Linked DNA regions of Mus musculus: region 1 is linked to region 2. The links are chromatin contacts, called in public promoter capture Hi-C maps. All regions are on one chromosome and are shown on one strand. The core of a region is the stretch at or near the end of the contact, and the rest is flanking DNA. Distances in the headings are between cores, read along the strand shown. Region 1 holds the start of D030074P21Rik (a long non-coding RNA gene). Region 2 holds the start of Zfp746 (zinc finger protein 746).

Region 1 (2,848 bases), core at 20-2,519, 1.1 Mb after region 2:
TATGAAACCAAGATCAGTTTGATACTTTTTATCCACATCTACTTTAGAAGAGTAAACAAAAATAATAAAAGACTACATTCTACTATATGAAATAACTTGACCCTTATCAAAATAGACCTAAATCTGGTTACACAAATATCTTTCCAATTATCTTAGGCGAAATTAAACAAGGACTTAAAAAGGAACCTACAAGTATCCACACTAGTTTATTTCTAAAACGAGGAGTGTGAAGTGATTCATGTGGAAGAGAGCTTCATTCAAAACAGTCACACAGCATTCTTGCCCTCTGTCTCTGCAGGGCAAATCCCTCTGTCCCCCAGAGCACACTCTCAGAAACACTTAACCAGATACACACAGCCCTGGTTTGAATTAACTTCAGGCTTATTGTTTGCTCCAGGTTAGGAATGGGGGAAGACTGAAAAGCCAGCCAGAAACCCTAACCCCACCTTGCAAAACCCAGCAGGCTAACCTCAGTCTTTCCAGTTAAGAGTTACAGAGTCGGGGGGGGGGGGGGGGGGGGGGAGGGCAGGGAGGGAGGGGAAGGGGGGCGCTTCTCCAAAAAGCTTCAGTAGCTAAAATAGCCTGCAAATATTTTGTAAAGTGACAGCTACAGATGCTCTCATAGAAGAGAAATCTCAGTGAAGTTGCAGATTCCCCCAGCCTTCACCGTCTCTTGGTGATTATTTGTAAGCAAAATACACCAAGGGACAGGAGGAGCTGGAACAAAGGCACTGTTAGGAAAAAAAAAAACAACAACAACAAAAAAAAAAAAACAACTTTGGAGTGTTTGAAAGGCCCCAGGACCCCAGCATTCACTGTGTTCCAATGGCCGCTGGCTGGCCAGTGAACCAGGGCAAAAGCAACTGTGTTCCTCCTCCTGTATTAGAAGCGCCCACCACGGCGGACCAGCTTCTCCACATCTGTCCTGGACCTGTCTTCTAAATCCCGTAGGTTCCCAAAGACTATTGGCTTTTGAAACTCGGGCTGCCAGTTGAGACCTAAACCTGCTCTGCCAAGAACATGTAGCTGTGAGAGCTTCCTTGACAGGCTTTTAAAACAGCAACAATAACCCAGAAGCAGGGGCCGCAGGCAAGCCCCCATTTACGTCCCAGAATTATCAACGCGCGCGCACACACACCTGCCATAAACTTAAAGGCAAGCAGAAAAAGAGCTAGCTGAACCGTGGCCCCAGCGTGTAAGCCAAAGGGTCCGAGTTTGCATCTGTGTTCTGTGCTTCCTCCCTAAAAAGCGGCCAGAAAAGGGTAAATCCGCTCACCTCTGCCGTTTAGGGACCGAGTGCTCAACTTCCATCGGTTTCCCATGTAGTTCCATTTTACCTGTGAACACACAAGAGGCAAGACGACGGGCTAAATTCAGCAGCTTTCCCCACCTTGAAATCTACAGTCTTTAAGAGAAAACACACCCTGCTTCAGTGACCTCAGCAGGGCCCCAAGATTCCCACCCGACTCAAGGACAAGGGAGGAGCAGGGCAAGGAGAGGGTGCAGAGCTGACCCTTCGGGTGGGTGTGGCTTTTTAACTTGCAGAAAGCTGGGGAGGGAGAGCAAGAGTCAGGCTCACCACTTGGGTTGCAATTTTCGCCTCCTGACCCCCTCCAAGGGCCACCCCGCACCCCAAGGTCTGCAAGAGACACACCCCCAACAAACAGCCTGCCATGGGGGCGCGCGGCCTTCTTTCTGGTCCACATCCAGGTTGGCCTGGAGCACTGGGCGATGGGATTAAAGAGCCAGGGTGCCAGGAGGAGATTGGGCGGCCGGGGTGCTGGTCCACGCGCGCTGACCCATCAAGGCGCCGGCCTCGAGTCCAGCTGGGGACGGTGGAAACCGAAAGGCACGGACAGCTGCTCTCCCCTCGGGCATCCAGGCAGAGCGCACTCAGACACCCGGGCCGCGGCTGCGCGCACGGGCCGGGACTGCGGCGCCGCGCGTGGCAGGGCTGCCGTTCTGGCAACAGCCGGCCGCCGCCGCCCACCTGCCCCTTTCGCTCTAACGACCCCGCGAGGTGGACGCGGCGGCGTGGAGCGGGACCGCCTGGACGCGGCCTCCCCCCGGGCGTAGGCTCAGGCCACTTTCTGTTCTCTACGGCTGGGGGACAGCGACCAGACAGAGGGCCCGGCGGGCGTCCACGCTGGGCCCCAAGGCCCGCCTGGCCCGGCCTGCAGCACGCGCCGCGCCGCGCCCCGCGACTGACAGCGCGTCCCCCTCCCCACCCCCACCCGCCCCGCAAGCGGGGTCCCGGATGGCAGCTGCGGAGACGGGGAGGCCCCGACCACGCGCGCGGGCCCCACCTGAAAGCGCCTCGATGGCCTTGAGGGCCCAGCCCTCGTCCGGGCAGTCCACGAACGCGTAGCCCGTCTTCACCAGGAAGGGGCCCGCCACCGGGATCTTAGCGTCCTTGAAGACACTTTCCAGGTCCGCGGGGCCGGCGTGGTCGCTGAGGTTCCCGATGTACAATTTGTTCATTGTGAAAAGGGGTCGTTTTAAAACCCGAGGAAAATGCTAAATTAAAAAAAGCACCCACGGCGGAGGATGGAGCCGGTGGATTTTGTTCCTCTCCTCTTGGCTTTCAAACCCACACAGTGACCCAAGCACGGGAGCGGCGGGCGAAAACCAGATCCCAGGGTCCTTTTTCCTCTTCTGGGTATTAAAAAAAAGAGAGAAAGAAAAAGCCTAGCGACGAGCCCAGCGTCGAGTCTTCCTAACTCTGGGGAGGAGGCGGGATTAGCGAGAGAAAGGAGGAGGCGCGGGGGGAAACTACTTTTTGTCTCTTCCTCCCCAACCCCTTTGGCAGCGGCCAGCGGGCTGTGAAAATATCACACTACGTGGGGCA
Region 2 (2,811 bases), core at 228-2,727:
CAGACTAGAGTCTATTTCAGACGTATCCTTGTACTTTGCCACCCATTCTCTCTGCTGCAATCTGTGTGTTACACAAAGACATTTGCACAAACATCTATCTTGTTGATGTCATTCTTGTTTAATTTTTTTTTTTAAATGGGGTCCATGGTCTTTGACCTGTGTAGTTGGAAGTAGGGGTTGTGCTCTACTGAAGCCTAGCACCTTGCTAACTTAAAGCGAAGGTGGGATAGTCAATTGCCAAACAGCTAGGGAAGCCAGTACTCTGAGACCGGAGTCACTGATGCCAATTCCTTCAACTCTTTCCTACCCATATGACGAAGCCCAGGCCTTCCCAGCCCCTTCCATTTCTGCAGCCTCATATCCAAAACCATATCTCCAGGCTTGTGGACCAGTTTTGCACTGTCCTGTGTCTGGCCCTTGCCTCTCTTTGCCCAAGCCCTAGAAACCCTAGCTAACTCAACTCACAGAAGCACAGATTACCTGGCTGGGCGGGAGGAGCACCAGAGTCTGCTAAGCACCTGCATTCGAACCTCCACCAGGTTGGCTACGACCTCTTTCTGTTCGACCATAAGGCTACTCGTGTACCTGGACTGCTTTCCTTATTACAGACATTGAACTGTGAGAGCACTGTCTTCCCACACTTTTCTCGCTGAGATTCTTGGCAAGTTAACTTCGTTGGGCCTTCAGCTTTTCTTTTGTATGAAATAATAACTATAATAGTTACTACCCCACAGGTTTGCAGTGCAGACAAAATCATGCCTAAACCGGGCTGAGTGCAGCGCCAGCCTGGCTGGACAAATACGAGCAGTCCTCGCGTGCCGCCTGAGGAGGGTTGGGCACATAGTGGGTGCTCACTGTCTACAGAATCGACGTCGGACACCTCCCAGGTGCCACCAGGCCGCTGGGGGGAGCTGGGAGAGGGAAGCACCGGCCCGGCGCTGAGGAAGGAGCCCGGCCCGGGGACGCGCAGACCGGGAACTTGGCGCAGGTCGGCCTCCCGGGCGCGGACGGCCGTTCCCTGCGCTCGGCTCCACCCGGTCCGGTAGGCCCCGGAGGACCTCGCGGCCGCCCGCCGCAGCCACAGGACCCGCAGGCCCGGTCTGGCCCGGAAGCCCTCCTGGGGCCTGCGGCACAGTGTGCTGGGCCCCGGCCTTCCGGGGCCCGAGGCCGCGCAGGCCAAGCGCGCGGGCCGCCCTTACCGGAGCCGCGGCCGCCTCGGCCATGGCCCTGCGCTGTCCTGCTCGGCGCGAAGGAAGTCGACGCCGCGGCGCGCGGCCCCACGCAGGCCCGGCTGCCGGGTCCTCTCCGCCGGCAGCGCCGCCCGGGCCTGCCGCTACCTTCCCCGCCGCGCTCCTCGCAGGCCGGCCTGCTGCCGCTCCGCCCGCAGCCGCACCGCCGCCGTCAGCGCCCGGCCGCTCCACACTGCATCCTGGGAGCCGGTGCCGCGGCCAGGCCGACGAAGGCCCGTGAGGCTTCCTGGAGGCAGCGCGGCGGCACAGCTCCACCTGCAGCTCGAGCGGCGAACGGCAGCGCCGGCACCCGCTTGCCGCCGCGCTTGGCCCCGCCCTCCTCACGAGGCCCCGCCTCGGCCCGACCTCCGACCACGCCCCCGCATATCGCCACGCCCCCCGCGGCGCCAGTGCTCACCAGCGATGTGCCACCTGGTTTGGCGGTATAAAACTTGGGGGTACGGCCTCGGCAGGCAGTGCGCACCCCGGCACGGTCACTTCCGCAGCTGTCCAGCTGTAGCACGCCTATTTTTGCCTTGAAATGGAATGAATGCTTCCAACAATAGAAATATGGCTTGATAAGTCACAGTAGGTTCTCTGTAGGATTATGTATGTGTGTTATAATAAACATTTTAATGACACAAAAAATGTGGGGTTTCTATAGTATGTATACTATAATAAACATTTTAATGACATGAAAAATGGGTTAAAATGCCATCGTTTAAAATCTTTTTGAATGCAGTTGGAGATACAGTTCAACGGCTAAAAGTACTTGCTGTTCTTGCAGAGGGCTGGGTTTCAGTTCCCAGCATCTCACCACAAGCTGTAGTTACCGCAGATCCAACGCCCTCTTGTGATATATCAGGTAAGCGTGGAAAGATGTTGAACGAGAGTAGTCCGGAACTACTTCATTTTGGCGTTAAAATGCGTAACAAATGTATAACAAGATGTGTGTTATCATGTGTATTATTCATGTTCATACAGTGTTCATATAAAAGGTTATGTCTAACAAAGTTTAGGTAGGTTTGGAAGCATGTCCATTAACGTAGTGCCAGTAGACCCCAGACCCCTAATTTTTTTCAATTCATATTTTTGTTTTTTAATAACAAGGAAAGGAAGAAAAAAGTCAAAATGTAAAATTTCTCCAGAAGCCTAGTGTGGAGCCCCGTGTGGCAAAGAAGATGTATTGCCATTCAGAATTGCCTTCCATGCCACCCCCTAGCAGGAGCCTGCAAGACCAGTGCCTGAGATCTTTTTGTTGTTGCCATTCGTTATTTATTTTATGATTTACTTTTATTTTTGATTATGTATATGCACACATATGTATGCAAATATGTGTACGCGTGTGCAGGAGGTCAGGGGTCTCAGGTTCTGGGAGCAACCTGGGAACTGAAGTTTTGTTCTTACTCTTAATAACTGACCCTCCTTCCCCAGCTCCCTGACTGTGCTGGCTAACTTTATGTTAACACAAGCTATAGTCATTTGAGAGAGGGGAATCCTTTTTTTAAAAAATATTTTTATTAGGTATTTTCCCTCAATTAAATTTCCAATGCTATCCCAAAAGTCCCCCATACCCACCCAC

The links. Promoter capture Hi-C pulls out the DNA fragments that hold promoters and counts their contacts.
Region 1: a contact with region 2 is called in a promoter capture Hi-C map of pre-B cells, with 3 times the contacts expected there. The contact joins the promoter of D030074P21Rik here to the promoter of Zfp746 in region 2. A contact is called at or near these places in 4 of 39 promoter capture datasets (the 3T3-L1 cell line, 3T3-L1-derived adipocytes, frontonasal cranial neural crest and 1 more), 1 of 484 Hi-C or Micro-C datasets (embryonic stem cells) and 1 of 9 other capture datasets (liver).

Annotation. Positions count from the first base shown.
Region 1 is chr6:49,211,991-49,214,838 of GRCm38.p6, forward strand. It overlaps D030074P21Rik (a long non-coding RNA gene), which reads right to left and starts at 1,270. Exons shown (of 2, transcript XR_869057.2): 1 at 1-1,270. Igf2bp3 (insulin-like growth factor 2 mRNA binding protein 3) reads right to left here. Exons shown (of 15, transcript NM_023670.3): 1 at 2,307-2,848; 2 at 1,277-1,337. The coding sequence starts at 2,481.
Region 2 is chr6:48,085,116-48,087,926 of GRCm38.p6, forward strand. It overlaps Zfp746 (zinc finger protein 746), which reads right to left and starts at 1,478. Exons shown (of 7, transcript NM_001163475.1): 1 at 1,200-1,478. The coding sequence starts at 1,223.